2 separate regions of the Anas platyrhynchos genome follow, and region 1 is linked to region 2. A link is a contact called in public Hi-C data. All regions are on one chromosome and are shown on one strand. The core of a region is the stretch at or near the end of the contact, and the rest is flanking DNA. Distances in the headings are between cores, read along the strand shown. Region 1 holds the start of C1QTNF4 (C1q and TNF related 4). Region 2 overlaps LOC106017018 (a long non-coding RNA gene).

Region 1 (5,360 bases), core at 696-3,195, 270 kb after region 2:
GCCTGGGTGAAATATGTTACAGCTCCTTTACTGCATATGAAAGAGAACAGGTACCTTCCTATGCCACAGAGAATGGAAATGAAATACATTTCTGCCTTCAGCACTTGAACAGCAAAATAAACAAAACAATTCTGGGAGCCTGTTGGAAAACAACACAGTCCAGGGCTCTTCAGTTTGTCATGGGGGTTTGGCAGACTTCAGCCTAAACTGAACACTGCTCAGGTATATATAAAGTCAGGAGGGCTGGCAGAGTGGACTTGTTTATCTGCAAGGGTGCGTACATGTTTAACAAGGAGTACGCTTTAAAGGTTTATACTTAGAGATGGAAATTATTTGTGTTGAACTCCTTGCTCATGTTAAACCACATTCACCGGTTACGTTTGCATTGGCAAATTTACAGTAAGAGTTAAATCAATCTCACTTGGATAGGAAGTTCTGTTTGTTCATACTAAACAGGGGTGGTGGTAGCTCTTCCTTTTAGCCAGCTGTTGATGTGAGTCACACCTGAGATAATCGATATTCCAGGCAGTGACAGCCAGAAATAACGGCAGTACAGGAATCCCAGATTCAGTTACGATAACGTTAACTTTATCCCCTGCCTGGTCCCACACTTCCACCTGTTCTCTGATACCTCAGAGCAACACAGCCCGTTTCCTCCACCACACAGGACAGACGGCAGGTTCAGAGGCCACACAGGAGCTGTAAGTGCTGGGCTGTGCTCCTGTAGCAGAGGCCCAGAGGCTCTCTGCTCCCGTGGAAATTTTGTCTTAAATTTAGCCCCTGGATTCAGTAAGCACAAACTGAGATCTTCCGCTTTTGTGCAAAGAGCACACACTGTCAAAATACACTCTTGTCTCCTCTTAGGTAGTAGAAATGGGCCGGCTGCAGTGCATGGTCCCTGCACTGCCAGCTGGACTGCCATGCTGTACTCAGAGAAGAAATTTTCATAATCCTTGGTTATGTTTCTCTGCTAAAACCCTTTGGATCGCAAGACTAATTCTGAGAATAAACCATTACGTTCCTCTTAGTTACGAGCTTGCTTACTGCTCTTTAAAACTTGCACACACTTTATCATATCTCACCTGTAGAAATCAATGAAATCTCGAGGTGCAGTCTATAGCATTTCAGCTGACGGTCAAAAGCTTGAAAGTAACATTAAGAAATATTTTATTAGAAATCTGGATTGATGGGAAGAAAGTAAAGTAATGCTTTTTATTAAACTTTAGGGTGGGGATTAATTTAATATTTTTCAGTCTTTGCAACTGAATATTTGGAACTACGCTTGCTGAATTATGATTAGTTCTGATATGTTTTTTATTTCTCTTTTCTGTGCCTTAAGCACGCTTCTTTTCTGCTGTTTCTAGTATGACTAATGGAATCAAATGCAAATAACATGGAAGTTAATATTTCATATGTCATAGCGGCAGAACCTTAAGTGTAGTTTAAGTTAAGAAATTTATTAAAGTTGTCCAGTATATCTCAAATCTCATCAAAAAAATCTGAAATATCAACGCAATTTTGAAAGACTAATCTTTTATTAATACAAATTACATTAAAAAGAAATAAACCTTGCAACAAGAGAAATATTATGTACGTTAAAAATGTCCAAAACCATAAAAAGGTTGCTCTAAATTTATTTTAAATTAAACATGAGAATCTAACAAAGATAAAAGTGTGATCAACTTTCCTTCTGCGAAAATGACAGCGAAATTTTTTGATGGACTCTGCCATCTACTGCATGATGTAGGAAATGCAGCATAAAAATGTGAAAACCAGGAGAAATTTACCTGCTGACAGTTCAACATAAAAATAGTTCTTATTTTATAATAATTCCAATGCTTAAATACCCTGCATGAAATGTTTTCTCTATCTTTGTAATTGCAGAAAACAGATGTGCGTGTCTCATCCATTCGGTGTGTCAGAGTCGCTCTGGAGCCATGATGTGAAACCAGGTGAAGGCTGAGGAAAGGTAGGAAACCGTGCGCAGTCTTTAAAGCTTCACAAGTCCTGGGGAGAACAGTAATCTCAGTCTACACTTGGGGCTAAAAGCTTTGCAAACTGCCTGTGCCTGATCTGTTTCCCACTGTGAGTTAGCAGTGTAGTTTGGACCAACGTGTCTTGAGGGCAAAACTTGGAGAACCTTTAATGTAGCAAGCCTGGTTCAAGCTGTGTATCTTCTTTTAGCATTGGAGACAGAGCATGCAGGGGAAAAGGAGTCCTCTTCTCTTGCTCAGAAAGCTGACAGGTTCCAGAGATCTTGCTCTAAGCAAGCTTTCATGCTGCTTGTTGTCTTGTCTCCAAAATGTGTTGACTGTTCAGGGATGCACCTTTAAAATCAGTTAACCTTTGTTCAGGAAACCATTGCCCCTGCACATTCTGTTTTTAGGAAAGAAGGCAACATCTGTATACTGTTTGGACCCACACTATCAAAAGAAATGGTGTTCATCTTGGGTATCCCGGATCCATTTCCATAATATTTTGCAATCTAGCTGATGATGATCTGGCCTAATTCCCTACTCCTCAGCACATTTTCAAATTCCTGCGAGCAGCCTTTCCGTGACTGTCCTTACATGACATAGCAGTGACACCTGCTCACCCTCAGCCAGCTTTAACTGCTAGCTGTTGTGAAAGACAGAAGATAGTGTCCACGACTGATAGACTGATAACCACCCAGATAAGCAAGCAGAACGATGCAATAGGACCTCTGCTGCCTGTATGCAAAGTGCTGATGAAAGGACATTTTATTATAGGCTTAATAATATCACCTAGCAGCATTAGCTGTTTGGCCTTAGTTGCCTCCTCTGAAAACATGCTCCAAGTCTTTGGATGAAATCTCAAAATATTTAGCCTGACTACATTCCCTAGCCCACTGATTCATTTAAAAAGGGCTACAGTCTGGACACAACTACAGATGTGGTTCTTCTAGTTTCTAAAAGCAGGGATTAGACTCCGTTGTAGGCTCCTGGCTATAGCAAAAATAAGGCTCCTGCAAGCATGGGATAAAAAAGCGTTTAATGGGTCATGAAGTCTTTGCTGTTACCCGCAGCCTTGTCAGAAAATCCTGTGAATAAACTCCTGTAGTTCTCTCAAGACTAAGAAAAAGAGAGAGATCAGAATTCCTTACCTCCTGATTTCCTCAGTATTTTGAATTTCCTTTGTCATAGTGGCATTTTAGACTAAATTTTAAATAATTGATTAATAGCTCACTTTTTCTATCTAAATGAGTTTCTAAATGAGAAATCCAGTACTGTATCATTTCTAATACCCTCATTTGTAAGGCCATCTCCAAGTTAAAATTCGTTAAATGAAAATTTAGTAATTACAACCTCCCTTATGTATACTGTCCATAAAATGTCAGCGTTTCAAGTTTTTAATCAGACTATAAGCCTTTTAAATTCTGTAACTGCATAAAATTAATAGCAATTCAAGAGCCATTGGTGGAGCTTGGCTTGAGACCTACTGACAAGACCTTATATCATTGAGAACTGGTCACTACTATGAAAATCAATTTAAAACACACCAACATGATAAAAATTGAATATTGCTTGGAAGTTAGCTACTGCTTAGATTCGGTGTTTGAAATTCAAACAAGATCAGCTTCAGTATGTATCTATGTGTTGCAATAGTGTGTGTGTTTGTCTAGGCAGATCTGCCTGCACAAAATTCTTGCTAACCTCTAATGAAGGGAGCATTTCAGATCAGGTCAAGTCTCATAAATTTACAACTCCTTCACCTGAGGAACTTGAGGACTGAAGAAAAAAAAAAAAAAAAAAAAGAAGTCAAAGCACGTTCACAGTAACTTTCCTGCAGTTCAAGAGGCAATCTGTTTGCTTTGTGATTTCTAGAAGATTTGGATGTCATTAAGGGCCATCCATTAAGTATAGAACATGTTTTGCATTTTTTACTCTTTCTTCTGCAATAAAGGACTAAAATATGAGAGAAGCCCCAGGAAAAGCCCTTGACTGTTGTTTTTGGCTTGCCACCACTTTAGCAAAGTTGTTATTCCAACAGCAAAAGTAATGGAGCTGTGTGACCTACAGAATTGTGTCCCCAGATTTTCTTCCATTCTTTCACTCCTTCAGTACCCCCAGATTGCTTCTCAGTTTTCTACTTACTTCACTATTCAAAAGGCAGCACGGCTCTCTGGGTTAATATTTTGCACTTAGACTTGAGCTGCCTCTGCTCAGTAGCTGCAGGCTGACTTCCTAGCCAGCCAACACCTCTGAGATGGATAAGGGTCTGTCTCTCTCCTCACAACGACATGGTATTTGTTGCACTGGAAAATCAGACCAAATTGTCCAGAGCAGACACTGATTTAGAGGCTTCTACCTGAATTATACCATGCTGGAATTTTCCAACAGACTGTTGTGCCAAATAGAGCATCCTAACTGGTCCTCCATTCCCTCCCTTTCTGGAAACTTCCAGGGAAAGTTGCCATGCTGCTTCAGATCAGGGTTGTGTTGGGGAGAAGTCCAGTGAGACAAGTACTCATCCCCGGCTTCCATAGAATGTGACTTCAGAAATGTGACTATTACATGGACTAGTATTTGCATAAAACAGGATTTCCCACTCAAAGTCAGCCCAATTCTAAAAGAAAAATGAAAGGCGGAGATCCATCGGTTCAATAATTCTGTTGAAAAACTTCCTTTTCTTCTGTCATCTGTCCTCATAATTTGACAAGGAATGTTAATTGAGGAAGACATTTTAATATGTGGGAGGGATTGTGACAATTTTATGTGGCTGCACAGAGTAGGAAGATGGCAAAAACTATGAAAGTGTGTGAGAATCTTAGCCTTTCACTTATAACACATTGAAATATTAGCATCTGACAAGTTTCTCCAATTTTAATACATTGAAATATTAACATCTGGTATTTCCCCAGTTTTCTAACATGTCTTATTGTGAAAACATGGACATAACTGGAAGTTTAATAACAGTATCCCTCGCAGGTAGTCTGGACAGGTCTTGCAACGCATACTGTAGGCCTGGGAGGGATTTGGGGATGTTTTGTCTTGCCTAAGAGTTCTTCACCCACAGCTCTTCATCCTGCAGCATTGATGGATGATTACTATGAAAATTGGAAAGATGAATTTAAATGTTAGATGACCTCTCAATCACCTTTTAGAAACCTGGATCCAATGCTCATCTATGTAACACAGAATCTTAGACTTTGTTCCTGTTACTTAGACTTTATTCCAAGGAGACAGCATATGTGTAGGCATGGGAACAAAAAGCCATTGTATATCAGCTGCTCAAGGGTAACTAAACTTTCTCTTAGAGTAGCTGTGAGGCAATTTGAGATAGTTTACCCTAAACTGACTTGTGCAAATATGTATAGAGAGAGGTTTTTAAATGTAAAA
Region 2 (5,095 bases), core at 63-2,562:
AATAATGCTCTACTGCTTGATCTACAGCATATGTGTCTCAGGCAAGTGAGCTGCCAGAGTCATCTATGGTTTCAATGAAGATTTCCATGGGCAATTTAGAAACTTATTAAGTTGCACGCATATTATGTAAGCATGCATAAGAGCTTGAGGTAATTATAACCTGACCAATTTAGCACACTCACATAAACCCTATTCTGTCCACCCATCTTATACTCTTATACTGATCTTTTTCCTCAGACAGTTTCTGCAAGTAAGCAAACAGTGTAAAGATATCAGGAAAACCAAAACATACGCCTTCGTGCATTTTGTGTGGACTGCAGAAGGAATGGAACAGGCAAAGGGATCCGTCAATAGGCAAACAAAAGATCAAAAAGGCAAATTCTTGTGGGTATATAAATATGTATACACACATGTTCTTTTGGGCCCCCAGAAAACCACTTATCCCACTGTATAAAATAATTACATGGGCATCTCCAGCATCACTCCTCCAGTGAATGGAGACAAATTTCAGTGAAAGATTTGTTGACCCTCCTCCCCTGCATTTCTTTAAGTCAGCCTCAGCAAATAAATCCTGAAATAAATTTCCTCCTCTTTCATTTTTGTTTCCAACCTTATGACAAATTTTAAATAGATTCCAACAGATTGGGAATGAGAAAAGTATTTAAGAATGGCAAAATACATATGTAAATATGTAAAGCACATGTACAGCTTTATTTATTTATTTAATCAGAAAACTGCCCAATTAAATGCAGTCAGTGTCTCATTTAATGCCTTTCTGCCAGAAATGAAAACATTTGGCTATTGGCCAGTTCTATTCAGTTCTTTGTGCCAGACTCCAGCATATTGTATCTCATTTCATCTCCTCTGCTCTTCCTAAAGAACCCAAGAATCTCCCCATGGTAATGTGGTTGCAGACATAGACAGAGTCAGTGACAGATCAAATACTCACAGACATGCATATTTCCTCCCCACATTGAGAATATTTAAAACTCTGTAATTAAAATACAAAGGGGGGGAAAGCAAAACAAAACAAAAAACCACAACAGTTTGATTGCTGTCCAAATTCATCTATTCTCATACAGTCTTTCTCTCCCTCACTCTCATTTGGGCTGTCTCCCTCTGGGCCCAGGTCTCCCTGTAGCTGTATCATACAGAGAGGAGCAGGGATTTGGCACATTGGAGGTCGTGCAGAAAGACAACATTTTCAGTCATGCTTTTCTTCTGAAACTGAATCTAAAGGTGTTTACATATACATGCATGCTATGTGGGCTAAGCTTTGTCTACCACAGAAAGCGTGATTCAGAGCTACAGCATCAATATTATTCAGCTCCCCTGTGACCACCTTCTAGATTTGAAAAGTATGAGGCTCATTGTGAGATCATGTCCCTTTTTATCCTTGAATAGGGATTTGAGGTCAAACACATGTGCAGACAATAAAAGATAACTGCGGTGTGGAGGACTTAATTGATTGTTTGCTCAAAGGGGAAACAGCAATTCTGGACATTCAAACTCTGAGATTTTCTTATTCCCACTTTCCAGGCACGTTTTACCCACATACATTATCATGCCCTTTGGCTTAAATAGAAGGCTAGAGAAAACTGGCACAAACCTATTTAAATCAGAGGGCATCCTGCAGGCAGCACTGATAGGATGTACAATCACCAGCCACTTAAATGGAAATTTCACATGAGAGACAGAGGAGCTGTGGAAGAAATGAATTATTTGTTTTGACTCAAATGCCTGTAATAGGAATTTACAAGAGACAGCTAAGGGTCAGGAAAAGTTTTGATCATTGCACTTGCAGTACTCATAGCCATGTACAATTCACAATTCTGTGCACACAAGAATCCACTGGGCCAAGCACTTACATACCTGTATGCTGAAATATAGTGCTTTACACTTTATATTACACGCTGAGCTAGAAGTTAAGTGGAATGCAGGAACCACAGAGAAGTCATACGTGAGCTTTTACCTGGTTCTGCTACCTAACAAGGACTATTTTGTCTCATACTTGTGGGCACGTTGAAGTCATCATTCTCAGCAGAAAAATGATAATATGGCACCATGCTCAGACGCTGGCCTTGGGGTTTGTTGCTAACCCCAAGACACTACTGATGGAAAGGCTGAGCAGCAAGCCAAGCTAGGAAAAAGAGTAACTAGAAAAGCGGATGCTTTTTAACTTCTACTGAAAGTGCTTCAGAAACATCTTAGTAGATGTGTGGTATCTGATACAGTCTGCAAAAATAACCTGAAGTTTTCTTTGATTTTTACTTCCCCCCCCCCTTTTTTTTTTGGGGGGGGGGGGGGATTGTTTCTTCTTTAAGACAGTGATTGAATGGGAGAGATTAAAGCAAAGGATGAGAAACAGACAGCTGACATCATTTGACCAGTTATTCCAGAGTACTCATTAAATGAGTCAGAACATGGCCATGTTAGAGCAGAGCACCGTGGAGGTGTGGGGAGCCACGACATTAGATACTTCCTTTCTCTGTGGTCAGCAGTGGTATTCACAAAGTCATGACCAACTCTGTTCTTCTGTCCTGTCACCCTTCAGTCCTTCATTCTAGCTGCTTTCTGTCAAATATCCTTAGATAGAAGGTACCCTTTAAGAGACAAAAATGGAGATGAGAAGGAGAAAAGATGTTTGTATTCTGGCTGAGGGTCTTGACATTCCAAAAGCTTTTTTTGTAAATACATTTCTTCCTACAGGCACCGTTGTCACAGCCAGTCTACAATTTTTGCTTTACACAATTCCCTTATTCTTATCCAAAGGATGCACTACCCCTCCTTGTCTAGGACTCTTAGGGTAGTGGTGTGTTCTCTCCCTTTTCCTGTGTGCTTTTTCATAAATCCCAGTTTCTTACAGCTGTTCTAATTTTTTGGGGACACATGGAACTCCTTATAATCAGTGTGTAACAAGGTGTCTCAGACTTTGGTATTGATCTCAGTCAATGGATAGCTGTAAATTGAGCACAGTATCTCTCTTGGCTGAGCCATCTGTACCCCTAAATCTCTGAGGATCACAGTGGCTGTTTGGGTAACACACAGAATTTTGACCTGGTCTTTTGGAATCTGAAGTGAGTAGATTTTACAGTGTCTGCTAGAGTCTTTGCAATGGAAAGCATTGACTGTAATCACAGACTGCTGCAGCAGGCAAGCACAGAGAAATGTGAGATGAGATAGATTAATCATTCCTCTAGCTCCTTCATGCCCAGTGGGAAGGGTTCGTCATTTATCAATAGTTTTTGAAGACACTGTGGGTACTCTCACACTATCTGGAAACCTAAATCACCACTTTTGCTTTTGTGTTTCAAAAGTTGAGCCTTCACAGCAAAACCAAATTTTCCAAAGGAAAACTAAACCTATTCTTGCTCTCAGCCTACTGTCTCTGTTACTCAAGATTTATAAAGCTGTACTGTGATCAGAAGTGGAACGTCCCCAGGCCTTAGAAGGAGTGAAAACTGAAGCAATTGTTCTTTGAAGCCCTGCTATAGCTTTCACAGAGGCAAGTCCTGGAGTGGGAATGATGCAGAAAGCTGCTTGACTTCACATTACTAAGGATGAACAAACAGTTGTTTTTCTGCTATTCACAAACAGCTCGCTCTGTGAAGATAATGAGGGGAAAAAAAATCCAGTTTGTAGCGTGAGAAAAGGATAGTTTTATATTTCCTGAATTCTTTTAAGAGGGTTACTGCTGCTTTGTCAGAAAGGAAAATACTTCTTACCTGTTGTTCTTCAGCAGTATTCTCTTTAGATTTCAAAGAGAAGATTTCTTTGTTTATTAAGAATTTGTTTTGATTGGCATGTGAGAGTCTCAGAGCATCCAAGGTCTCTGTTAGCTGTGAAAAAACAGAAGAAGCCAAGTGAATCAGCCTATAACCTTAAGCAGCTGTGGGACAGTCTTTGAATGAACTGGGATCTCTCTCTCTTTCTCTTTTTTTCTTCTGTCTCTGATTCATTGGAATAAATTTCCAAACACTGCAGTAATAAACTGTGTGAGTTGGGATTTTGGGCTTCTGATAGTTCCATGTTATAACAGGGCCCAGAGGTATTTTTTGAAGAGTAAGAATGATAGAATGTTCTCCTTGCAAGGTTTGTGTGCACGTGCTAAAAGGAAAACAACCTTTCATTTAGATTGTAGATGGGCTGCTTTATTTTTTTGTTGTTTCCCCTTATTTTTCAAAAATTCCAGAAGCATCATTGTCTGCCTATCTTGCAGATATTTATGTGACCCTTGTGACTTTGAAGCTAATACACAGACTGCTTAGATTCATCACCATAGGAGAACAAGAAAAATGTAGCACAGCTGTGTGGCATAGTGGGTAGCATGTACTGCTCAGGAGCAAGAGAAGGTCGGATTCAAATTTCTGAGCTGGGGCTAAACTTTTATTTATATTTTTAAACTAACACCTCTTCGTTGTAAAATACAGAAACATCTGTGAGAACAGGGTGAAAGTTCTATGAACATTATCTGTGACAAAAAAGGAAATATAAATAAATGATATGTGTTTCTTGGTTTAGAAAAGTTATTTTTCTTAAAGGTATCTCTTTTAGGTAGTGAATTACAATATTCGGTATGTGATAACTTAAAAGCAACAGTAATACACAAAATGATGAGTGAAAATTGAACAAACTACTTTAATTTTGACACTTGCAGCTCTGTGAGCGCCTCAGTATTCATCACCAACATGGTCTTCATGTGATATTTAAATAGTTACACAAAAGAATCAGGCTGTGAAGTCACAGAGAAAACTAAACAGCTTTACTGCAAAACTAACAGACACTTAAGTTAATATTCCTAGACTTGCAAAGCATAGTGGGCTCTGCTGTGTGTTCCTTGGCTTTTCATTCTGTTTAATTTCAAATAAGTTATTTCAGGTGCTTCCTCCAGAGGGATTCATTCAGAATTGACTCTGGAGATCACAAGGTGTTAAGTTATTAACATTATTTTCCATATTACCCCAGTTTTCTAGGAGTGCTTTCCTAATTATATAAATTACAGAGCCAAATCCTGCAATTCTAATGGAGCTGTAGTACTCAGAGGTACGCTAGAATATTTTGGAAAAGTAGGACAAGTTCTAGTTGTCCTAGGAAG

Evidence for each region. Hi-C and Micro-C count contacts between places; a contact is called where the count stands out from the background.
Region 1: a Hi-C map of skeletal muscle shows a contact between it and region 2, with 3 times the contacts expected there. The contact joins the promoter of C1QTNF4 here to the enhancer-like site in region 2. A contact is called at or near these places in 4 of 8 Hi-C or Micro-C datasets (liver, skeletal muscle and subcutaneous adipose tissue).

Annotation. Positions count from the first base shown.
Region 1 is chr5:53,489,173-53,494,532 of IASCAAS_PekinDuck_T2T, forward strand. C1QTNF4 (C1q and TNF related 4) reads left to right here and starts at 1,946. Exons shown (of 2, transcript XM_072039079.1): 1 at 1,946-1,969.
Region 2 is chr5:53,221,074-53,226,168 of IASCAAS_PekinDuck_T2T, forward strand. All of the region lies in intron 4 of LOC106017018 (a long non-coding RNA gene), which reads left to right. It overlaps LOC110352674 (a long non-coding RNA gene), which reads right to left. Exons shown (of 3, transcript XR_002402022.3): 2 at 3,726-3,839; 3 at 3,188-3,603. Among named protein-coding and RNA genes, the nearest start is that of FUT8, 210 kb to the right of the region's middle. Within about 2 kb of position 1,313, at least 2 of the 8 cell types and tissues checked have an H3K27ac peak or open chromatin away from gene starts, as enhancers often do.